Regions from separate parts of the Mus musculus genome. Here regions 2, 3, 4, 5, 6 and 7 are each linked to region 1. Evidence: chromatin contacts called from public Hi-C, HiChIP or PLAC-seq and promoter capture Hi-C data. All regions are on one chromosome and are shown on one strand. The core of a region is the stretch at or near the end of the contact, and the rest is flanking DNA. Distances in the headings are between cores, read along the strand shown. Region 1 holds the start of Selenok (selenoprotein K). Region 2 holds the start of Nek4 (NIMA (never in mitosis gene a)-related expressed kinase 4). Region 3 holds the start of Mustn1 (musculoskeletal, embryonic nuclear protein 1). Region 4 holds the start of Stimate (STIM activating enhancer). Region 5 holds the start of Sfmbt1 (Scm-like with four mbt domains 1). Region 6 overlaps Rft1 (RFT1 homolog). Region 7 holds the start of Rft1 (RFT1 homolog).

What was found. Promoter capture Hi-C pulls out the DNA fragments that hold promoters and counts their contacts. Hi-C and Micro-C count contacts between places; a contact is called where the count stands out from the background. HiChIP or PLAC-seq counts read pairs in DNA pulled down with a chosen protein or histone mark.
Region 2: a contact with region 1 is called in a promoter capture Hi-C map of pre-B cells, with 6 times the contacts expected there. The contact joins the promoter of Nek4 here to the promoter of Selenok in region 1. A contact is called at or near these places in 2 of 39 promoter capture datasets (hippocampal neurons and pre-B cells), 2 of 484 Hi-C or Micro-C datasets (CD4 T cells and uterus), 1 of 115 datasets of contacts at active chromatin or transcription factors (trophoblast stem cells) and 2 of 9 other capture datasets (liver and pancreatic islet).
Region 3: a contact with region 1 is called in a promoter capture Hi-C map of embryonic stem cells, with 3 times the contacts expected there. The contact joins the promoter of Mustn1 here to the promoter of Selenok in region 1. A contact is called at or near these places in 4 of 39 promoter capture datasets (3T3-L1-derived adipocytes, embryonic stem cells, hippocampal neurons and 1 more).
Region 4: a Hi-C map of B cells shows a contact between it and region 1, with 9 read pairs. The contact joins the promoter of Stimate here to the promoter of Selenok in region 1. A contact is called at or near these places in 2 of 484 Hi-C or Micro-C datasets (B cells and CD4 T cells) and 1 of 115 datasets of contacts at active chromatin or transcription factors (thymic regulatory T cells).
Region 5: an H3K27ac HiChIP or PLAC-seq map of thymic regulatory T cells shows a contact between it and region 1, with 5 times the contacts expected there. The contact joins the promoter of Sfmbt1 here to the promoter of Selenok in region 1. A contact is called at or near these places in 5 of 39 promoter capture datasets (3T3-L1-derived adipocytes, hippocampal neurons, neural stem cells and 2 more), 3 of 115 datasets of contacts at active chromatin or transcription factors (epiblast stem cells, pancreatic cancer cells and thymic regulatory T cells) and 2 of 9 other capture datasets (adipose tissue and liver).
Region 6: a promoter capture Hi-C map of the HPC-7 cell line shows a contact between it and region 1. The contact joins the enhancer-like site here to the promoter of Selenok in region 1. A contact is called at or near these places in 9 of 39 promoter capture datasets (the 3T3-L1 cell line, 3T3-L1-derived adipocytes, the HPC-7 cell line and 5 more), 2 of 484 Hi-C or Micro-C datasets (adipose-derived mesenchymal stem cells and pro-B cells) and 2 of 115 datasets of contacts at active chromatin or transcription factors (bone marrow-derived macrophages and memory CD8 T cells).
Region 7: an H3K27ac HiChIP or PLAC-seq map of thymic regulatory T cells shows a contact between it and region 1, with 4 times the contacts expected there. The contact joins the promoter of Rft1 here to the promoter of Selenok in region 1. A contact is called at or near these places in 4 of 39 promoter capture datasets (embryonic stem cells, hippocampal neurons, neural stem cells and 1 more), 5 of 484 Hi-C or Micro-C datasets (CD4 T cells, muscle stem cells, nephron progenitors and 2 more), 7 of 115 datasets of contacts at active chromatin or transcription factors (bone marrow-derived macrophages, embryonic stem cells, extraembryonic endoderm stem cells and 4 more) and 1 of 9 other capture datasets (embryonic stem cells).

What each region holds. Positions count from the first base shown.
Region 1 is chr14:29,966,801-29,970,052 of GRCm38.p6, forward strand. It overlaps Selenok (selenoprotein K), which reads left to right and starts at 1,580. Exons shown (of 5, transcript NM_019979.2): 1 at 1,580-1,736; 2 at 3,226-3,252. The coding sequence starts at 1,718.
Region 2 is chr14:30,949,680-30,952,931 of GRCm38.p6, forward strand. It overlaps Nek4 (NIMA (never in mitosis gene a)-related expressed kinase 4), which reads left to right and starts at 1,698. Exons shown (of 15, transcript NM_011849.3): 1 at 1,698-2,039. The coding sequence starts at 1,947. It overlaps Gm41121 (a long non-coding RNA gene), which reads right to left and starts at 1,755. Exons shown (of 2, transcript XR_874490.3): 1 at 1,523-1,755; 2 at 753-1,408.
Region 3 is chr14:30,877,620-30,880,871 of GRCm38.p6, forward strand. It overlaps Mustn1 (musculoskeletal, embryonic nuclear protein 1), which reads left to right and starts at 1,638. Exons shown (of 3, transcript NM_181390.3): 1 at 1,638-1,996; 2 at 2,998-3,130. The coding sequence starts at 1,988.
Region 4 is chr14:30,823,965-30,827,216 of GRCm38.p6, forward strand. It overlaps Stimate (STIM activating enhancer), which reads left to right and starts at 1,630. Exons shown (of 8, transcript NM_028839.4): 1 at 1,630-1,926. The coding sequence starts at 1,767.
Region 5 is chr14:30,713,923-30,717,174 of GRCm38.p6, forward strand. Sfmbt1 (Scm-like with four mbt domains 1) reads left to right here and starts at 1,693. Exons shown (of 21, transcript NM_001166532.1): 1 at 1,693-1,953.
Region 6 is chr14:30,673,435-30,676,686 of GRCm38.p6, forward strand. Rft1 (RFT1 homolog) reads left to right here. Exons shown (of 13, transcript NM_177815.3): 7 at 736-814. Among named protein-coding and RNA genes, the nearest start is that of Rft1, 21 kb to the left of the region's middle. Within about 2 kb of position 1,732, at least 55 of the 459 cell types and tissues checked have an H3K27ac peak or open chromatin away from gene starts, as enhancers often do. A contact at or near this core is called in the HPC-7 cell line, bone marrow-derived macrophages and memory CD8 T cells, where this site is marked.
Region 7 is chr14:30,652,759-30,656,010 of GRCm38.p6, forward strand. Rft1 (RFT1 homolog) reads left to right here and starts at 1,617. Exons shown (of 13, transcript NM_177815.3): 1 at 1,617-1,717. The coding sequence starts at 1,655.

The DNA.
Region 1 (3,252 bases), core at 330-2,829:
CAAGTGAACAGGTCAGGCTATATCAGTGGATACTGAAAAGGACCTAGTTTGTAAGAGCAATGGGAGATCACTACATTTTAGTGTCTAAAGGGTTTTAAGCAAAACAAAGTTTTGTTTTGTTTTTTTTAAATAAATCATTCTTGTTGCAGTCTGACAAAAGTATAACCAGGGATTTCAGTTAGAAGGAAAAGAGAGCACAGAGAGTGAGAGGCAACGTCATGGTTTAAGCCCAGGTCTAGAAAGGCCCTTGAGAAAAATCACGGACCCAGGTTGGGAAGAGAGCTCGGTGGGTAAAGTGACTGCTACACAGACATGAGGGCCTGGATTTTAGAATCCCCAGCAGTCATGTAAAAGCCAACAGTGGTTGCACACAACTCAGACCTATCCTGGAGGATGAGACAGGCAGATGGCCAGAGCTCCCTAGCCAGTCCAATAAGGTGGAAAACACCCAACTCTCCCTTTCTGTACTGACTGCACACCTCATTCCTCCCTTCCCCTCTCCTCACCCCCACTCCCCGCACCACAAAGGAAACACAACAGGGGCAGCAAGGAATTTTCTTCAAACTTACTGGATGCCCAAGACCTGCCTTCTAACGCATATGTCACGTCTACAATGCTGACAAGCAGAGGAAATTGTCATTCTGAAGTTCATTTGATTTTCCCTAGTTGTGTCTCTACAGCTATTAAAAATGCCACTTCTTAGCTGGGTGTTGGTTACACCTTTAGTCCCAGCACTTGGGAGGCAAGAGACAGGTGGATCTCTGAGTTCAAGAACAGCCTGCTCTACAGAGCTAGTTACAGGGCAGCCAGGGCTACACAGAAAAACAGTCTCGAAAAATAACAAATTCCACTTCTTGAACTTATACAGATCCACCTGCCTATGCCACATGAGTACTGGTATAGGCCTGGTCTACAAAGTGAGTTCAAGGGCAGCCTGGGATACACAGATCCCAAATCAAAAACAAACAAAAACAAGACAAAAGACAAAAACAAAAACCAGCTGGGTGTGGTGAGGCTTGTCTTTCATCCCTGCGCTACGGAGGCAGAGGCAGGCAGATCTTTGCGTTTAGGGCCAGCCTCGTCTACAATGTGAGCTCAGAGCCAGGAATACAGTGTGAGTCCTGTTTCAAAAAAGCAAAACAAATAAACTGAGAGCAGAAATAACCGGCTTAAAGGGAATACGGTCCAGAGGGACTTAAAAGTGAGTTCAGCAAAACCTGATGGTTAAAGCTCTTCATGTCCCAGACACCGCCTCAGAGCCTCTCCCTGCCACTCCAAAAGACAGCAACACATCTGGAAAGCTGAGGAACGTTCCGCCCTCCAAGCCCTTCGAGCCACCTCGGACCCGAACCCTGCGCGTGTCTGCCAACTAGCAAGCAACTTCCGGTCGGCAGTGCTGTGGCCTCAAAGACTCTCGGTCAAACCGGAACCAAGTGAGGGGGGTGGGGAAAAGGACCCTCAAACAATGTTTCTCCTAGACGTCATATCCGGTCTCCTGACTCAGGCAGTATCCACGCCAGCGGAAGTTACTTGTGTGACTGGGCGGAACCTCTAGTCAGGAGTGGTCTCCCAGCAGCCAATGGGCTCGACCCACCTCTAGCCTGACTTGGGTCTGTCAGTGGCCTGTGACGTACAGGGCGGGGCGGGAGGCTAGGTACGGCGACAACAGGGGCGTCCGGTCTTCTCTGTCGCTAGGAAGCAGGCAACCGGAGGGAAGATGGTTTACATCTCGAATGGTGAGTGAGAGCCTTACCCTGGGCCGCTTCTGTCCTGACTCGCCGGGTCCTGAGCTTGGGGCGGCCTCCCCCACACCAGTGGCCGGAAGGAGTGGGAAGCGGAGGCGGTGGGAGCCGAGGCGCAGCCCAGAAGGTCCCCGGGTGCCGCTGGGGGACCCTGAAGCCTCCTGGTACAGCCAATTTTCCGATTGTGGGTTTGCGATAGTGATCCCGGGCGCGGGTGTCCTTAACCCGGGAATGACAGAGACGCTAACCCGGTCCGGATACAACGCGCTTTTGTTTGGGCCGCTAGAGCCGCGTTCTTTGCCTAGCATCTCTTTCATCCTTGTAACTGTTCTATTCAGATGGTGTATTTCTATCCCTGTTTTTCGGATGCAGACTGAGACATAGATTGACTAGCTCGCTAAAGATCACAAAGGCAATATGAAATTTAGGTTAAATTGAACTCAGGTTGGCTCCAGTATTACCTACCATACTGCCTCTATAATGCGTACAATAATGATGGCGATGGTGGTGATGCAGGACTAGCAAGAATATGAAAAAAATAAATAAAATCTGGAGACAGGGTCTCACTTTGTAGTTTTATCTGCCCTGTAACTCACTGTGTACGCTAAGGTGGCCACTAACTCCCAAAGATCCTCCTGCCTCTGACTCCGGAGTAGTGGGATTAAATTAAAGGCAAGCACCACCACGCCAGGCAATACAAAAGTTGTGACAGATTTTTCTCCCCTAAAAGTGTAGCTAGTCCTAAGCCCAAGACTTTACCCAGTTTGAAAGAACTTGGGAAGCAAGTCTCCAATTACTGGAAAAGAAAAAAATACAGCCTGAGAAGGTCGTATCAGTGCCAGAACCATCTGCCCACCTGTGTGACTTAGGTGAGACTCCTTGGCGCATTTCTACAAGACTCTCTTGGGGCCCTGGAAATAGGTGTGGTTGTATCAGATTCATCTCTGTATCTCTAGAGAGTAGGGCGATTAGCAGAAGTCTTAGGGCTGAGAGCACTTTGAATTTCTCGGCTTTTTTCAGGATTTCACCTCCTGATTACAAAGCTTTGGGATAGGTGGTGTGATGGGCACTACAGGAAGCATCATCATTCCATCTTCAGTTTCGAGCGCTCGCAGATTCTGTTATTTGCAATTTAGGTCACTAGCTCATACAGCTATGCACTCAAAAGTGATCAGTGTTCTTCTGCTGCATCCATCTCGCCACTAAAATGTCATGTGCATTTTACCAGTGAGAAGGAGATGGCAAAGAGATGCCTAGAATGAGTTCGCCTCCGAGAATTACATACTGAAAGTAGACATCTATCGAAGGAGTGAACGCTAGATCCCAGAGTTTGACTGCACTCACAGTGGACCTCTGATGTTGACTGGCTTGAAGAAGCCAACAAGTCAAAAGCTGAGCTCATTGGTGTTGCTCCGCTGATTAAAGGCAGCGCCGAGTTGTGGACTTGTGGCACTTACCTCAGTTTCTTTCTTTAATTCTGTAGGTCAGGTGTTGGACAGCAGGAATCAGT
Region 2 (3,252 bases), core at 448-2,947, 980 kb after region 1:
AACACAACACATAGGGTTCTAATTTTTCCATATCCCTTGGTTTATATCTTAATATATTTGAGTGACTTCATCTGCCAAGATGCTCTTGTTACACATTTAAGATCAGCACATTTCTTCGGAATGCCAATTTCTTCTCCATAAGAAAACCAAACAAGGGGCTGGAGAGATGGCTCAGCAATTAAGAGCACTGACTACTCTTCCAGAGGTCCTGAGTTTAATTCCCAGCAACCACATGGTGGCTTACAACCATCTGTAACAAGATCTGGCGCCCTCTTCTGGTGTGTCTGAAGACAGCTACAGTGTACTTACGTATAATAAATCTTTAAAAAAAAAAAAAAAGAAAGGAAGGAAGGAAGGAAGAAAGAAAACCAAACAAAGTGGAACCTTAAATAAATATTGAATTCTAGTTAGTGATATTGCTAAAGATAAACAAAAGCAAACATTTGCTAGAGCAGAGGGGGCAGACTGCTGTGTAGTAACTATTGACAGTAGCAGGGAAAGTTGCGCTTCATTCAACTGTGCAGAGGTAACTGGGCCTTTTAAGACGAGAATGAGGGCTGGGCATGGGGGCACACACCTATAATTCTACACTCAAGGCGGAGCCAGGCCGATCTCTAAAACCCTGGATTACATGGTGACATGAGACCTCTTCTAAGACACGCGCTCGCACGCGTGCACACAAACACACACACACACACACACACACACGCACACTCACACACGCACCAACAAACAATGAAGGGAAAATAGGAAAATAGAGAAATGAGAAACGGAATTCCTTAGAAAAATGAAAAAAATTACAAAGGTTTGGGAGCATGTTACTATTACATGGCTGTAAACTCAACACACAAGAGTAGGATTGCAAGATGAGCTGTAGAGGAAGATCTTATCTCAACAACAGTAACATAATAATAATAATAAATAATAACAGTTGGTCATTGTAAAAGCAATTACAATTTACTAGTTGGCAATTATAGAAGATGGGATTATATCTTCCCACACAAAATGGGAAACAGACGCCAAAATTTTTTGATGATTTACATTTCAAAGGAAGGGCTTTCTGTCCTGGAGGAAAACATTTCTGGCTTGTAGAAGACATATGCATATATATCTCAACGGGACAGAGGGATAATGAGTAACTGTGCGCCTGTTTAAAAGTAAATTCTTCAGGCAAGGCAGGTAGCTCTTTTCGCAGCCTTGTGCATTCACAGACAGGCGTTAAAAGGGGGCCTTGGTGCTCCGTGGAAGCAGCATGTGAAGTTCTGGCAAGCCTTTCAGGATGGTGGGTTTGCAATCATTCTGTGAGAGATCTTTGCCAGTCTCAGTAAAGCAGGCTGAAACTTTGAGGGATGAAGTGTATTGACGTCTTCACCAAATGCACCAAAACGGCAGGCCGAATACTGACACGCTACAAAACAAATAGAGCAAACATCATTGGTGAAGCCTAGAGTTGGCCACTCTTTTAACTGAATGTGAGCCAAGCACATAGCCGGTTAATATTTGTAGAACGAATGAACCATACGCGTAACTCGCTTAGAACCAGAAAGGATTCAATGAGCAAATGTAGAACCAAAACGCAGGAAGTGCGGCTCGGGAGTCGCTCTGGCCTTCCAGGAGCGAAGCTCTATGGCAGGTCCTCCGGGGCTGCCGAACCGCTCTGGCCGCTTCCGCGACGGCTCGATGGTAGGTCCTCCCCCAAGCACGAGGAGCAGCTCTGGCCACCGCTAGGTCGACTCTATGGCGCGTCTTCCAACTCTGAGCATGCGCAGGACTACCCCGCCAGTATCGCTATGGTAGCGGCGTCCGGGTGGGCCGGGCCTCGAAGCTCCTGCCCGCGGTGGGCCGCGTTTATGGAGTACTTCACCTCCCGTCTGGCATGAGCGGGGCCTCCCGCAGCCTTACGCGCCGCTGCCACAGCTTCCCGACTGTAGGCCTCCTTCGGGAACATGCCCCAGGCCGCATACTGCTACATGCGGGTCGTGGGCAGGGGTAGTTACGGGGAGGTGACGCTCGTGAAGCATCGGCGAGACGGCAAGCAGGTCGGGGACTTGGGACCTGGCCGGGGCGATGAGGGAAGGGATACGTCTAGGGCATCCTCAAATGTACAGGCCCGGAGTGATGGGCAGGGACTCTTCTCAGATAAGAGGTCAGCTTCTCAACTTCCCCTATAATAGGAGCCCCGGATTTTGTCTATTCTTCGGTATTAGTTTTCTTTATCTGCAAACCTCCTGTCACCTGAAATTTTCTTGAGAACAGGGGCCATGTGTTCCCAAAGCCTAGTTCAGGGCCACCGTGCAAGCCCTGTCTCTTGTGTAGTTTGTACTCCTTAAAAACTCATCTCAGCATCTTCTCGCCAGCACTTTCTCATGGACCCTATTTCAGTGAGTAGCTTGACCAGCCATGCAGTTTCCTAAGCTGGTAACAATTACCTTTAATGTCCCCAACGCTGGTTCTATTCCTGTCACTAGGTCAAACCGGCATCTCCACCCTAGTACAGGCCACCAGTCTTTCTGGCTAAATGCCCACTCCCCAACTAGTTCCTGCTGCCTGCTTTTTTTTCCCCTCTAACCTGTCTCTTCTACTGCAGTCATCTTTCTTTCTTTCTTTCTTTCTTTCTTTCTTTTTGTTTGTTTGTTTGGAGACAGGGTTACTCTGTATAGTTCTGGCTGTCCTGGAACTCACTTTGTAGACCAGGCTGGCCTCGAACTCAGAAATCTGCCTGCCTCTGCCTCCCAAGTGCTGGGATTAAAGACATGCGCCACCACCGCCCGGTTTGCAGACATCTTTCTTAAACTCAAATCTGATGTTACTCCTTTATGTAAATTACTTTATGCCATCACCCAGAGTCTAATGAACCAGTTCTTCAGTATTCTTTGCTATCAGGGTGGCCATAGAATGTTGTGCACAAACAGGCACAATTATGAAACTGATGAGCGATGTTTCATAGTTCTTAGTTCTACCAAGCCAGTGGCAGCAACAAGCTGAGAGAGCCGCCACCCCTCAAGTATAGGACCCACTCCTTGTGTCATATGCTAGATTCTCTGCCTAGAACACAAGCTTTCACATAGGCTAATTGAGTAGGCACCCCAGGGAACTATGGGACATTTGTGCTAAGAGTGAGAGTTTAGCTATAACAATAACCCTTCATTTTGAACAGTAATTTGCACTTCAGGAAACATTTATATATGTGTTTGTTGAAGGAGTGGGTACATGGTCTTTGAGATGCTTGAGAGCAGTATAGTAGATTGTAAA
Region 3 (3,252 bases), core at 388-2,887, 910 kb after region 1:
TCTGTTTTTTTAAGACAGTTTTACTGTGTGGTCCTGGCTGTCCTGGACCTAGCTCTGTGGATCAGGCTGGGCTCATACCCAAAGATCTGCCTGCGTCTGCCTCCCAAGTGCTGAGATTAAAGGTGTTCTCCACTCACCCCCCGACCCCCGAAGTGAGCTAACTCTTAAATGAAGATTTCCACAACTTTCAATGGGAGACTTGTTCATAGTGCGGGGCCTGTGGTCAGCCTTGCTTTGAACACCCTGAGTCCTGAGTGGGTGAGTGGATTGGTTGGTGGACTGGTTGCCTGGTTTAGTTCTAAATTTTTCTTTTCCTGGGTTTACTTAGAAGTCAGACCTATGAGTGACTTCAGCTGCCAATCAAGGCTGTGTACGCAGTCATGAGTCACAGAAACCATCCCACCTCAGCTGCCAGTGACACTTAAGCATGGTGTCATGCATGGGTCACAAAACCACATTTTTTAGATGAAAGAGAAGATGGTGTACTTCCATTGTAAACTGGTTTACAGTAAATTTTCACATCTTATTATATAAAAGAAGAAAAAGGAGGAAAAAACCCAGCACTTTTGTGGTCGTTGGTTGTGTGCCCTGTGCCCTGTAACTCACAACCAACTCAACGGGTTAATAAACCTGATGGCTTGGCTGCAGTGGGCTCAGAGTCTGCGATGAAAGGAGCCTAGCGTGGTCTAGCCATCATCCTGATGAGCCTAACCCGCTTTTCCTCCTGGGTCGTGAGAGCTGGGCATCCCTTATCCTTGTCCTAGTCAGCCAGCTGTGGGTACTCCTCACAAGGCATGGCCTGGCCTCCCCTTGGAATCATGGGTATTGCTCAGGTCCCTGCGTATAGACCTGATGGTGCACACACTGACCTACTGGGAGCCAGGCCCAGAACCAAGAATGGGATAGAGTTCGAGGCACAACAGCTATGGAATGACATTTAGGATGACTGTTAGTGCCTGGTTGAATTTCATCTGCCTGGTGCCTTCAGGGATAAACACAATGTCCATTGTAGACGGGAGGGAGTGGAGAGAAGTCTAAGACAAACCTCCAACCCACATCTACCACAGCCCACCTCAGGCTTAGGGTCCCTGCATTGCCACCAGTGATCTTTCCATGCAAAGATGAAGTTAGTGGTGGGTGCTAAATGATTTTCCAAGGGAGCTCTACTCTTTACTACAGCTTAATAGCTGAAGTGGCATTCACCCCAGCCCTCTAAAGTCCTGCCAGCCAGCTTCCAAGTGTCCATCTTAGACAGAAGCCCTCTATAGGCCTTTACTAGCAAGCATGGTCTCCTCCGGGCCTATACTGTACCTTGCTTTGTCTCTTTATTAAACTTGTCCCAGGGCTGGCTAGAGGACCAGGACACCAACAAGACTGTGATATGGCAGCTCCACAGGGTCTCGGCCTTCCTGGCTACTCACTCTGAGTTGGCTGTGCTCACCATGAGGAAGTGTTTCCAAGCAACAGAAAGGAAGTTTCTCCCCTGCTAATGTGCTGGGATGGAAAATCTATTTCCAGTGGAATCCAGGAGTAGAAGAGAAAGCTAAACAAACTCAGAGCATCCACCCTTGTTCAGGGCCCTCCCTCTCCTCAGAGACTTCCCCTCCCACCCCTGCCACTGGGATGGGTTCTTGCAGTCAGCCTGGGCAGGCTGTCTCACACATTCCAGGGTTCACATTCATAAACACAGTCTGTGAACAACAGTGCCAACACCTCCCACCGTCGAGTAAGCAGCTGTCCCCAGAGATGCGGGGTCCCCGCGGCCATCTCCTCTCACCAGGGCAGCTGCCCATCATCGCCAAGAATAAACTCCAGCTAGTCGCTGCGTGGATCTGAATCATCTGAGAGCTTCCAAAGGAGGGGAGTGACTACCCAGGACGCACAAGCAGACTATATAAGTTCCCAAGGGTTGGGCCTCACGCAGATCCTTTCCTGTGGCTACTGCCTGCCAGAGAGCTACCAACAGCGAGCTTGCTTGGCATCCAACATGTCCGAGGTAAGGAGGCCCAGAAGGGACTAGTTGGTGCCAAGGAAGTTGCGAGGGCAAGGCTGGACACTAAGTAGTAGTGCCTGCTCTGAAGTAAAAGCCAAAGCTAAACAGAAGCACCGTGGCCCTTCCAGGCTGGCCTCTGGACACCCTGGGTCTCACCAGGCTCTGGTGAAAGGCCTTGACACTTCAGGCGTGTGAGGGGTTGGAGGTGGGGAGTGCCTATATAGAACTGTGCGCCTTTGTATGGAGATGAGGGAGCTAGCCTTGCTGGCTTAGTGTGTCCTGATGTGTACACATTTGTAATCTGGAGGAAGGATGAGGGGCGGAGACTGTACCTATAGATCTGTCTGTCTCCCTGTGAGGGTGTGTCTGCAGGCCTGCGTTTCCCTGGGAGCTCAGCCCAGGCTGAGTGAGGGAATCCTTGCACCTGCCTGCAGGGCTTAAGAAGGAATCAGGTGTCAGCCTCACAGGCGCCCGCCCGGGTGGTAGAGAAGGGTGAGCACTAAATCTGGCTTTCCCGGCTCTACTGGGCAAGAACAACAAGGTCATCCTTGCTCCTTTCTCCATGGCTGTCTACCCCGATCCCTCCCCAAACACAGTAAACATCAGTGGTTTTGTTTTAGGGAAAGGGGGGAGGGGCAGTCTTACGGACTTCACCACCTCTGTGAACAGATCTTAGAATTCCTGAGATTACCAAGGGCTCCTCAGTCTTAGAGTTCATCTTTTTGCTCTCCGCCCTTGTGTCCAGTCCTGAACTCGGCCTGACAAACAGGCCAGTGTGAGGATGCAGTGGTCACCACCCCCAGGAGTTCCCTCCCTGTCTGTGGGGAAAGGTCAGATGTCCAAGTCAGGCTAAGAAGGCAGGGAGGTGGCGGGGAACTTGCAGTTGGGAGAGGAGTGAGCTTTGAATCGGCTTAATTCGGAAGCCTGGGAAGGAGGAGCCCCCGCCAAAGTTGGGGGGTCTTCATCTCAAGGCATTGAATTGTAAGGCTCTCGACTTTTCCAAGGCTGGCACTCCTGAAGGCCCCATCAAGAAGAAGCGGCCCCCTGTGAAGGAAGAAGACCTGAAGGGGGCCCGAGGGACCCTGGCCAAGAACCAGGACATCAAGTCTAAGACATACCAGGTCATGCGGGACTACGGTGAGTGTCCCCCGGGCATGTGGTAGAATTGGAGACACAAGCATCCCCCGGTGGTAGCTAAGAGGTGTTGAGGGTCTCTGGGCATAGGAGGGGCTGCACACAGCATAGGGAGCCCTGCCTCT
Region 4 (3,252 bases), core at 380-2,879, 860 kb after region 1:
AAATTCAGGTAAATTTACATTTGCTGTGTGCCAAATCTGTGCCAAGAGTGAATCAACACTAGCTCTGCCTTTAGAAAGCTCATACCAGGGGAGAGACCTAGCTGTCTGAACCAACATACATACAGCTGAAAGTGCTGGTGGAGCAGAGCACACAGAAGGTGAAGGTGCAGTGGAGATGGGCAGACAGGTGGCTTGCCGCCTAGGCAGCAGCTCATGGCACAGGGCTAGAGAGTAGTATCCATACCGGTGTGCGAGGAGACGGTAAGAGAAAGGCTGCAGAATTGCATTTCCTATGGATTGCAGAGTCTATATCCCTGTTAAATAAAACAAACAAACTTTGGAAAGCATTTAGTCCTCTTTGATAATTAGAACTTCTTGAGGAAATGTCTTTAAAGTTAGTATTTATTGTTCCAAAAAGATACCTTGATGTAGGTTAGACCTGTACCATGCACATGCCCATTGACATGCAGCAGACAAGTCAGAGCTCTAGGGCACCAGCAAGAGGTGTCTAGAGAGACAGCAGAGATGTCTAGGGGTCTGGGTAGTAAGACAAACTTAAATTGGAGTCTGTGCACACCGGTGGTTTGGAGGTAAAAAAAAAAAAAAAAAGAAAGAAAAGAAACCAGACTGGGTGTGGTGGCATATGCCTTTAGAGAAAGTCGGGCAGATTCTGGGCTACATAATGAGTTCCAGATGCTGTCTCAAAACAAAATCCGTTCTATTTGTAGTTGTATCTCAGAAGTGAACAGAGCAAGGACTTGTGCATGTTGACTTTGCACTTAAACTCACCCTTTTTATAAAGCGAAAAGTGGCTGGATTGAAGTAACCATTTAAAGTGGGGGTGGGGGACAAGTGTAGTGGCACTTAACTGCAGTCCTAGCTACCTCGGAGGCTGAGGTGGAAAGATCATTTTTTTTGTCCAAAGGTTCAGATTAGCCTGGACAATTCAACAAGACCAATCTCAAGCAAAGTAGCAAAACCAGACAGACTGGTGTCACAGACCTACCTATAATTCACTTAGAGTGCGTGAGTGTGAAGATCAGGAGTTCAAGGCCATCATTGTTTCTAGGTCCTTGTTTTAAGTTTGAGGACAGGCAGGGTTAAGAAAGTGCCTGTTTCAAAACAAAACCCCCACAAATTATGTTTGGGAACAGGGATTCACCCTGGAGCTTTGAATAGTGAGTTGAATCCTCTGGCTTTTGACCATGAAAGTAGAACACTCAATCCCTGGCGTGGGAAGAAGACCTCAGACGGCTGAGACTATTGTACTCAATACCGTGCCTTAGCATAATGTTGCCTCAGGTTCTGGACTCCACTTCCGAAGTAGTGAACCGAATCTGAGGGCAGAATGTAGGAGTATTCTTAGGAAATTGTCCAGGGCATTTATAGATTTGCCTTGGAGGGGAAAGGGATTTAGCAACAGACTCCATCACTGTCCCTGACACTGCTCTCATGACCTAGAACACAGGGCTCTGGGGATTCCTTTTACACAGTCTGGCTCACCTGCTCTACCTACCTGCAGAGATTCTCCTCCAGCCCCGCCCCTAGCCCTGGCTAGAGCCCCGCCCCGGAGGGAATCGAAGCCCGCCTCACGCCTGGCTCAACCAATCAAGCTCTACGATCTCGGACGTCGGGTTACGCGCGGCGCGGAGGCGGCCGCGGGCTGAGATACCGGCACCCAGCTCCAGGTCCGGGGTCGCGGCTGGGCAGCGCGACCCGGGCTGCAGCGAGGCCGGCGGCCCCTCGCGCCCTCCCGTCAGGCCGCCATGCAAGGCCCGGGAGGGAACGTGAGCCGCGGATTGCCGAGCGGGCCGGCCTCCACGGTCGCGTCCGGGGCGGGCCGCTGTGAGAGCGGCGCGCTCATGCACAGTTTCGGCATCTTCCTGCAGGGGCTGCTCGGCGTCGTGGCCTTCAGCACATTGATGCGTGAGTCCGGGACCCCAGCCCCTCCCCGTCCCCACGTCGACCGCCGCAGTCCCAGCCCCACCCCGGGGACCCTCCTGCCCTTAGAGTTCCGGCCTGGGCACCGGGCCCTTGGGCTGCGGTGCCTCCCTCTCCCGCGAGACGGTGCTGGTTATTCGAGACTAGAAGGGAGTCCGGGACCCTGGGCTGAGAGCTTTTGGCCAGGAGTGACCCTGCCCCTCACCACCTCCACCTTAGACCTGTCTCTTGTCTGATGTCAGCCTAAATCTGGTCCCCTCCCACTTTGCCGTCGCAAATTAAGGTTACCTCACTTTTCGGTATGGACCGAGATTACCCCCCCCCCCCCATAGCTTCTTCTCAGGGGCTCCTCGTAGCCTTCCTCCCCTTGGCTCTTAGACCCCCACACCCTTAAGTGTCTGCTAGCCTAATGCTGGGCTCCTCTCTGAACCTTCACTCCCAGTGTTTGCCCTCTCTGTTGGGTGTGGGGAGACTCACCCACACCCACCTGTAGTGTTAGGGCAGTGCAGTCGGTGCTCCCACATTGCTGCGCGACCCCCAGCCCTACTCCCTCTATTGTTCAGGGAAGATCCTCTCTGACTGCCGCGGTACCCACATCCCAGCCTCCCTTTTCACCTGTTCAGCTCTGTCCTGAGCTTTCCCAATTAAGTTGTATCTGAAGTTTCCGCTTGCTGTTCTTCCAAACCACGTTTGTTATTTACATTTTTAAATTTCCTCTTTTTTCGTGAAACTCTGACAACCCTCCTGGTTGACTTGATGGAGGAGGCTAGAGGCTCCGGGAAAGTCTCAGAGGCACTTCTTGGGGAGTTTTATAGTAAAGAAGGAAGTCACAGATGGCCCTTGTTGCCCAATGGGGGTTGGAGGAAGGGTCATATTTGCCCTTGGGTTGGGAGGTTGTGCTGTTTCTCTGATGGGCACATACACACACACAGACACTAAAGGATGGAGTTCTCTTGGCACGTAGACCTGAGAGTGTCCCTGTGATGTGTTAGAGAGGAGTTATAACTAAGCTATTATATAGAGGCATTAATTCCAAAACTGACATGTTTTCACAACTGTGCTCTGTGGGCAGAATGGGGAGTTCCAGCAGGATGTAGTCTTCACTGGGGGTGGGGGTGTCCTGCTGCAGCTCTGAATGCAGATGCAGTAGGGTTATCCTTGCTTATTTATAACAAGAGGTTTCTTTGGGCAAACTCGCCCAGGCTTCAAGCGACCCTGGATAGCCCCTGATTCTGACCACTATTTCTTTATGGCTGCTTGGTTTTGAACAAGAAGTGCCCAACTTGCCACTGCTTCTTTGCCATTTTCTCT
Region 5 (3,252 bases), core at 443-2,942, 750 kb after region 1:
GGGGAAATACAGATAGCAAATGGGGAAATTTTGAATGTTTAGTCATCCAAGAAGTGCCAAATAAGGTCACCTTAAACTAGGCATCATTCAATGTAGGGGAGAAAAGTTGTCCCTCAGTGTTTAGGAATGTGCATTCAATTCCTTACACTCTTCCTTGCTGGTGAAAGAACTGGGGCAAGAGAGGGCCATTCACAGCTTTCTACCTAAAAACTTTCCCATTCCTAGAAACTCAGCTCATCTGTGGACCGCATGGATGTGTTAGCAGACAACTGCAATGTAATAAAATACACAAGCAGGAACTATATACCTTAAAAACGACCATGCAAACAAAAAATGTTAGTCATAGTAGCAAATAAATGAAAATGTGTGCTTGCAAGCATGTATCTATGAAGAAGGGTTTTTTTGTTTGTTTGTTTGTTTGTTTTTTGTTTTTGGCCGGGGCGGGGGGGGTGTTGGGAGGGGGTGGGTGGGAGCTCAAATTGTGTAGCAATAATTGAATATCCTTTTATATTCTTCTTTATTTTTTTTTCTTGTTACTTTGTCTTTTCAATGGTGCTTACACTTACAAAAAGAAAAAAATCATCTGGCGTTTGTAATGTGCATATTTCCCAAGGTTGCCCAAAAACATGAGAAAGATGCTAATGGGAGCATCCCAAGACCTTCGTGTGTGTGTGTGTGTGTGTGTGTGTGTGTGTGTGTGTGTGTGTGTGTGTCTCGCCTCCTCTTCTCTAAAAGAAAGGAGTCTTCCTTGAGTAGGAGCCCCTGACTGAGGCCATCTTAGGCTGGAGAGTCTGGTCTCATTGGCACTCCGGGATCCCACAGGCGCTGGGATTTTCTTCTGAGGGAACTTTCTGGAGCAGGTGGGTGTGCTTCCTATTGACACCTGTGCTCGCTGAAGAAGGGTTGAGTAGCCGAACGTAACTGCCTGTGGGCACCTTCCGATTCGAGGCTGATTCACAGCATTTTTGAGCTTCTCCTGAAGCTCTTAGGTCAACCTGTGCCCCTTTGCGGCAGGACAACTCATTTACTGAGCCTGGACATGAGGTACGTAGAGGCGTTCGAGTCGGACTCGGTAGACGAGCACTAGAGTGCCCTGCTAGATCTCAAAGAACGTGTAGGATTCCCGACGTGGTCCGGCGGGCGGGCGCAGCTCCCTCGGCCACGGTATGCGCCCCTTGGGGACCTGCAGAACTGCTGCCTCTCTGCTAATACCATCTTGCTCGAGGTGGTCACGTGCGGGCTACAGTGGCGCGCTTCGCCAGGGACGGATGGATCAGGGACTTCGCGGGGTCCCGAGCCGCTCTGTCCAGAAGCCCGAGGTGAGGTCTTTCTTTCCAGAATCCCAAGCAAGGCCAGGACGCGCCTCCGGAGCCCGAGGACGCCGTCTCCAAGCCGTTCTCCGTCCATGGCGCCGTCGGGGATCAGAGGCTCACGCCGCGACGCCCAGCGCCACGGCCTCGCGGGTGTCTTTCGGCGAGGTGCGGACAGGGGGACGCGAGCAAAGCGGCGGGTTATGGACCCGGGCCCGCGGACGCGTCGTCTCCCGTGCAGCTCCAGCTCCGCGAGCCGGTGGGCTTGGGGAGGCCGGGTCGGGAGTGCCACGCGCGCGAAGCGAGGGGCGCGGGTTGCCGGGAGGGAGGACCGCGGAGCTGGGGGAGGGAGTGGGGGGGCCGCGGGCGCATGCGCCTTGCGTCCGTGCCATATTGGAATGAGTCGGAGCGCGGAGCGCCGCCGCCGCCGCCTCCGCCGGAGCGCGGGTGCAGGGGGGCGGGGAGAGCTGCCGGCCGCCCCGCTCTGCCGGGCTCAGCAGGAAGGAGGGCGCGAGCAGCGCGAGCGGAAAAGGCGCCCCGCGCGGGCGAGCGCCAAGAAGGAAAGAAAGAAAACCGAGCGAGCGGGCGGGCGTGCGAGCGAGCGGGGAGAGCGAGCAAGCGCGCGCGCGAAAACTCCCGTCAGGTAAAAAAAGCGGGGCGGCCGGCTGGGCCTTCCCGCGCGGCGGCCTGAGGGGTGGTGCGGCGCCCTCCCAAAGAGGCCCAGCAACTTTGCCAGCGGGAAGCGCCGGGAGCCAGCGGGCAGCGAGCGCGCGATCTGAGGCGCCAACGGGCGGCGGCGGCGCGTTGGGCGGGGGGGACGACTGGAGTGGGTGGGGGGACGCGGCGCCCGCGCGCGCGGCCTGGCGCGGTCCCGAGGCTCGGCGCGTCGGCCGGCGGGGGCTGCGGGGACGCGCCCGGGCACCTCGCGGACGCGGCGGAGGCCGGCGGCGCCGGGAGAGAGAGAGAGAGAGGGAGAACGGGCGAGCGGCGCGCGTCAGCCCAGCTGGGCGCGAGAGGCCAAAGTGGCCGGGTGGCGGTAGCGGGCTCCCAACTTGCAGGCTCCGGTCCCCTGCCCCCATCGAGCGGCCTCCCGCCGAGCCCCCGCGGACCCGCCCCCCCGGGCTCGCTCCGGGCGGGGCGCGAACCCGCAGCCCGCGCGGCCGCTCAACTTCTCAGGGCCTAGGCGGCGGCGGCAGCGGCAGCAGCAGCAGCGGCGGCGGCGACAGCAAGCGCGGTGGCCGAGTCTGAGCCTCCACCGCAACCGGTGGCTCCGGCCTCTCAGGCGCTTCGCCTGGGGAGGCACCGCCGCCCGACCCCCTGCGCGGATCTGGGGAGCGTCCTGAGGCCGCTCGGCAGGTCCGTGACCGTTTCGTTTTCTGTTCCCAAGTCTTGTTTTGTTCGCTGTAAAGACGCTGGAGGGGCGAGCCCTGTGTCCTGGGAAGCAAGGCCTGCTCTTTGCGGAGCAGAAAAGCCTTGTGAGACTCGGGATAAATTCCCGCGGAAAGGATAGACGTCGTGTTAAGTTTCCCCCCCGAGATGCCAGCTGTTCGCGTGGGGTCTCAAACTAAGCTGTCAAAGCCAGGTCATCTTTAGAGCTTGCGGTGCAGTGGGGTGGGACGCGTCCTGTAGGGCTTTTTTTTTTTTTTTAACTTGGTGGGCGCTCTTCCCCGCGGGTCACTCACAGCAGTTACTGGCCCCAAGTGGTGTGTGTCTTGTGATTGCTGTATTCATCAAAAAGATCTGAAGGAAGTAACATGGAATTAGTCATTATCTGCGTATGGCCTCTCCTGAACCGCGATTTTTAAGATGTCATACTTTATTTCATCTGAAGCAAAATGAATGCTTTGAGCGTGTAACTGTTGTGTCAGCTGTCTAGATGGGGTGGAGGAGGAGGAACGTGTTTTCGTAAGTACACATTGGGGCCTGTTAACTCGCAGCAAAT
Region 6 (3,252 bases), core at 482-2,981, 710 kb after region 1:
CGCTATGGACAGTCTAAAGCAGCCCCATATCCCATGCCTGGAATTAAAATAAAAACATATTCCTATAACATTTCTATGTTTTTAAAGAAACCAAAATTCTCACTACAAGTTTTAATTAGCTAGGTGTGGTGTTGTATATTTGTAATCTCAGTAGGCCGAGGTAGGAGGGTCATAAATAAAACCAGCCTGGTTACATAGTATAACGACTAATATTGATTATCAACCCAACAGGAACTAGAATCATATGGGAAAGGAGCCTCTGGGCGTGTCTAGGTTAGGTGAGTTGGGATGGGAAGGCCCAACGAGCTGGGATCTGGAAGTTTCCGTCCATGGTCAGTTGGTCCTGAGGCTCTGGGCCCGTGTCAGGGTAGCACACTGTGGCAGAAGTGCATGGCTGAACAAAACAGTTTTCCTCCTGACAAGGAAGGGAAAGAAGAGAAGGGGCTGGGGTCCCACACTGCCCTTCAAAGCACACCCTTGGTGGCCTAAGCCCTTCTCACTGGGCACCCTTAAAAGGCTCTGCCACCTTCCAATCAGGTCAACACATGGCCGTAGGAAACATTCACGATTCAAATCTTATCCGTCATATACATTTTCTGGTATGTTTGGATGTCTTCTATGCTCTTAGCACTGATTGAAGAGTCAGGGGAAACTATTCAAGTTGGGGCCGTATGGACTGCCCAGGCTTAGATCTGAAAAGCTGGAGATGTGGTTTTATGCTCATTTTTCTTTCAGGCATTTGTCAACTGGAAGGAGGCAGGATTGGCTTGGAGCTTCTTCAAACAGTCGTTCTTGAAGCAGATTTTGACAGAAGGTGAGTAAAGCAGAGTTCACATTGAGCAGTTGGGAGATCATAGAAGATACAAAAGGATTCCACGGGACTGCTGACACCAGAACACTTGTCTGGGGCCCGCAGCAGAGGACCCTTAGAGATGTGCTTGCTCTATCTGCTTTTAAATAAGATAGGGAACCAATATTTATTTAACTTTATGTTTTACTTAAGTTGTCTGCCTTAAATCACTCCACAGCCTTACAGAAGATAGTCTCTCCCTCTGTGTAGGGATGTGGAATTGAAATCCAAGTCTTTGTTAGTCAGCTTCCTGTTACTGTGGCAGATTACCCAAAGTAACCAGCTTAAAGGAAGGAGAGGTTCAGGGTGGCCACAGCTTTAACTCACGGTTACTCGCCTTTGTTGCCAAAGTGAAGCAGTGTGTCATGGTGCTAGTGTATGCAGAGAGGCTGTTGTGTGTCATGGTGCTAGTGTATGCAGAGAGGCTGTTGTATGTCATGGTGCTAGTGTATGCAGAGAGGCTGTTGGGAAACAGAGTTTTAATATGTCCTTCAACAGTATGCTCCTGTCACCTGGCTTTCTCCCTCTAGGCTCTATCTCCTGAGGGTTTCAGGAGGACCATGGGCTGGGCTCAAAGCTTAAATACATGGAAACGCTTTATACTTAAGCTGCAGCAAAACCTAACTGGAAAAGCCCATAGTAAATCATTTAAAATATTTATTATAAACGTGTATTATATGGCAGAAAATTAGAGAAAAACAAAATCTCATTATCAGATCCTAGCTTTTTATACATTTTCCAGCCATTTTCTGAACGGTTCTGTTTGTGGTAGTGAGAGCATATATGCTTCCACCCCACGTTTCCTGTACACTGTGGGTGCTGAGAACAACCACAGATAAGCAGCAAGCATGGCCTCAAGGAGCTTCTCTTGCCAAGCCACTGCTGTGAAGTACTTAGCTAGTGCATGGCTGTGGGCGGGGCTTGGAGACTTAGCACAGGCTCTGTACGGGCCCTTGTTTACTAGAGCTCTGTTAAGAAGCCAAAGAGGAAAAGAGATGTGAACATCTGAGAGGTCTCCTGTCCAAGGGAGCTCATGAGGAGGAGAGCCCATTGTCCTGCCGGAGGGGCCTGAAAAAACCCATTGTAGAAGGCTAAGATACTCCAGTCAGTCGGGTTCAGACTGAACCAGGATGACAGTGTGACAGACAGGGTGAGGCTGAAGAAAGGAGGCCAAAAAGAAAGCTGGAGTTAGTATATAAAAGGCCTCCAGTGCAGAGTTAAGGAGCCTCCATGCTTTGCAGGTATTAAGGAACTATTTGAAGACGTGAACTCAGGATTGACAGGGGATTATACAATTGTGCCTTGGTATCAGGTTTTGGTTCTTAGACCAATCCCAGATATTTTAAAATCTAAGGTGCTCAAGTCCCTGTGTAAAATGGTGTATTTTTTGTGTATAACCTAGACATACTCTTCTTTATGCTTTAATTGTACCTAGTGCAATGCAAGTGCTATGCGGAGCTATTGTTGTACTATTTGTTTAGGAAACAATTTATTATTTGTTATTACTATAATAATAATAAAAGCATCCATACACATAAAGTCATGTTCAGTGCAAATGCACTTTTTGGGATGTTTTTGATTTATAGTTAGTTGAATCATTAGAATCACAAACCCTCAGATATGGAGGCTAGCTGTATTTACAAAACCTAGAACTGTTTGAAGTTAGAGGGTCAGAATAGCACAGAGATAGGACCTAAGAAGTCCCTGTCACAGTTGTCTTTACAGGGAGACAGGTCAGAGAGAGGAGTCTTGAGAGAAGAGGGAGTCTGGCCTTATAATGAATTCTTTTTGAGTTCCCAGGAGGAGAGAACTTAATCTTTGGGGTTGTGGCCACTGTTTGGTGCCCTGTCTCTGTCATGGCCAGGGCGTTTCATATGTGGAAATGAAAATTCAAGCCAGGCATGCTGGCGTACACCTTTAATTACAGCATTTGGGAAGCAGAGGCAGGTAGATTTCTGAGCTTCAGGCCTGCCTGGTCTATAGAGTGAGTTCCAGGAAACACAGAGAAACCCTGTTTCAGAGAAAGAGAGACAGAGACAGACAGAGAGAGACAGACAGAGACCAAGAGAGACAGAGACAGAGTTAGAGAGAGTATCTGGCCTCCCTTAAGACTTGGAAGCCGTTTTCACCTTTAACATTTGAGCAGTCTCCCCTTATTTTATTGTTAAATAGTATGGTTTTGAAATAATTTTTGCTTGTTTTTAAGTTGGCTTCAAGATTCTGTCAATAGAGACCTCGGCACTTTCTGAACTGTTGCTGTGAGGTACTGTGAAATCAGTGTTAGGACATTGATCTTTAATTGGTTATCTGATGCTTCTCTGAGAGTTTGTCAGCTGGAGCCAAGCATGGTGGCCCACACCTATACGCCCAGCACCAGGAAGGTACGGCAGGAGGTTCTCAAG
Region 7 (3,252 bases), core at 367-2,866, 690 kb after region 1:
ACTCTCCTGAGTGTATTATATGTGTATATTATCACATTCAGGACTGTCACTATATGAATTCTGAGAAGATACATTTAGTCCATAGAAAGTACAGACTGTGGGGTAGTTAGGGGTCAGTATGGGGGCCCTGAAAAAGTGAAGAGTACTGTCAAGGAAGATATTTGGGCAGAGACCATGACAAAAACAAAGAAACACCCAACAGGGTCTCTTTGAGGACCACTAAGGGGGCTGGGTTTTTTGTTTGTTTGTTTTGAGACAGAATTCCACTATGTCTTTCTGGCTGTTCTTGATGTATGCTATATAGACCAGGCTAGCCTCAAACTCAGAGATACACCTGTCTCCTGAGTGCTGGGATGAAGGGATCCAAATATGAGCATCTAAAATGTACTGATAAAGATGGTAGTGATGTGTAAGATGACAGGCAGTTACCAGACAGCAAGGAAGGCCAAAGAGCTTTGAAAATGGTGATTGCGTATGTTGGCCACTTTAAAAAAAAAAGTATAAAGTACTTCCAGTCTGACCCTTGACCCCGATCTGTTCTGCCCAGGCCCATGATGTGCAGATTTGAACAAGGCACCTCACACCTCCAAGGCTTACTTTTCTCCTCTCGACAACCAGGCCAAGTATCAGAGCCTTGGGAAGGTTTCTACAGAGAACTACATACATGAAAATTCTGTGTCTGACCTTCAGTCCTCAGTTCTTCCTTTGCAAAATTGGGAGAAGTCCTGTCCAGCCCAGTTGGTGGAAGGGTTATGTAACTACATTCGTGTGATCGCCAATGGCAAGAATCTCACTGATTAGTCTCTGCTGAGCACTTTGTCCCGCAGCAGCCACTGCTGGCTTGTTTTGTTCTGTTTTCCTTTGCTTTGAAACAGGGCCTTCTGCTGGGGAACAGGGAACAGGAGTACAGGGAAGATAATTAGCAGGCCTGCAAATTAGCCCAGCAGGTTAAGAGCTTACCATGTAAGCCTGCCAATCTGAGTTTGACTGCAGAACCCATGTAAAGGTGGAAAGAGAGAACTGATGCCTGAGAGTTCACTGATACACACACAACTACACTATGCAAAAACAAATAAATATTTAATTCTCATCACTTGGGAGCTGGAGACAAGAGGATCGGGAGTTCAAGGCTATCCTAGTCTCTCTAAGTGAATTCCAGGCCAGCCCTGGCTACATAGAAAGACCTTATTTCAAAATAACAGCTGGAGTTGCGGCACTTGGGAGTCAGAAGCCGAAGCCCGCAGATCACTGAGTTCAAGGCAAGTCTGCTTTGCATATCGAGTTCTATGATAGCCAAGGCTACATAATGAGACCCTGTCTTAAAAAAAAAAAAAAAAAAATCAAGCCAAAAGATATCAGTTGGGGCTAGGGGTGCGCCCCAGTTATCCCAGTGTTCCAGAGACTGCGAGTTCTAGGCCAACATGGTCTACAGGGATCGGCGCTGAACACACTCTCAAAACAACAACAACAAAAATCAAGACACCCCAAGAAAATCAAGAGACACAGCCTCAAAAGTTGTTTGGAGTCGCAGCTTCTTGTGCTCCGCCCCTGCTGTCAAAGACCCAATCAGGAGCGAGCCTGTCCGTGACGCCATTTTTCCGCGACGAAGCGGGCGCGGGCCCCGTTTCCTCCTCGGAGCTGTGGCTCTGGGGCTATGGGCAGCCAGGAGGTGCTAGGCCAGGCGGCCCGGTTGGCCTCCTCGGGTCTCCTGCTGCAGGTACTCTGCTGCGCCCGCTCCAGCGCGTGGTGCCGCGGCCAAGCCTCCCGGGGAAGCTGCTCTGGGTCCCCCGCACTGCACAGGGTTCCACGGGGGACCACGGAGGCGGGGAGGGGCGCCGGGTCTAGGAGTTGGGAGACTGCGGTCCCAGTCTTGGCTGGTGACTACAAACAAGCCATTTTCTTTCTGAGCCTTGTGTTTCCGTGTGATGATAGGAGACAGTTTAAACAACTATCAACAAACAGTAGACAGAGGCTACTTTAATCTGATATTTTAAGGGGTTCATTTCTGGAGTGTTTCACTCTTGATCCTCAAAACTGTTCTTCAACTCTGATTCTCTTTGAGTTTAGAGAGCCCATATGGCGTAGCTAAGAACAAGGATCGGGTTCAGGCAATGCTTGTCCAGTGACCTAGGACAAGTCACTTCAGCCCCTGAGCTTTTAGCTCCTTGTTGACAAAAATGAGTGTAATAGTATCTAATTCAGAAAGCAATTTGCAAGGATTGTTTGGGATCTTTTGAATAAGCTCACTTAGCGCAGTACCAGCATCCTAGTGTGCACTTAATAAACTGCATCTGCTGTGTGTCCTTGGACAGACTCTTTTTTGGCTTTGTATTTTTTTTTCTTTCTTTTGCAGATGACACTTGCTAGTTCGTCCACATGGTCCAGAGTCCACCTTCACCTTTATCCTAGAGAGGCACAAAGAGGTTAGGAGAGAGAAGCAGGCTGAATTAGATTCAGGTTAGGTGGCCCCTTTTAAGATAAGAGTTACTTGGGTTAGGTGTAGTAGCTCAAGTCTTTCATCCCAACACTCAAGAGGTTGAGTTCTCTGTGAGTTCCAATCTGAGCTCCAGTCTAGATAGGGTTACATACTTAGACCTTGTCTCAAAAAAAAGTTCAAATCAATTGGCTTTTTTTCTGAGCATCGGTTTATTCTTTTCTTCCTTCCTTCTTTCCTTCTTCGTCTTTGTCTTCTTCTTCTTTTTTTTTTTTTTTTAAAGACAAGATCTCTCTATGCCTCCCTGGCTGTCCTGTAACTCACTGTGTAGACCAGGCTGGCTTTGACCTCAGATATGCCCTGCCTCTGCTTATAGGCATGAGACACCAGTCCTGGCTTTATTTATTTATTTATGAAAAGATACTGCTATGTAGTCCAAGCTGGCCTTGAATTCTTGATGTACTTGCTGCAGTTTACAAAGTGCTGGGGTAACAAGCACATACCTCCATCCCGGCAGCTTCCTCATTTTGAATGAGAACAGCACTGCAGCTTCACAGGGTGATTAGGGAGATTAGGGGAAATAATTTCTGTTATGTCCTGGCACACTACAAGGTACTTAGTAAATGTTAGCTACTTTTATTAGCATAAGAAGTTTGTAAATGGCAGTGTAGGGATAAAATAAGCTATATATAAAGGATATAGAAAAGTGCCTTGCACACAGTACATGCATAATCAATGTTGGCCACTCTTCTTTTAACTCCACTTGTTTAGTTCTTTGTTTTTCTGTTTCACAGTATAGGTGAGTTCAATGTGTTATA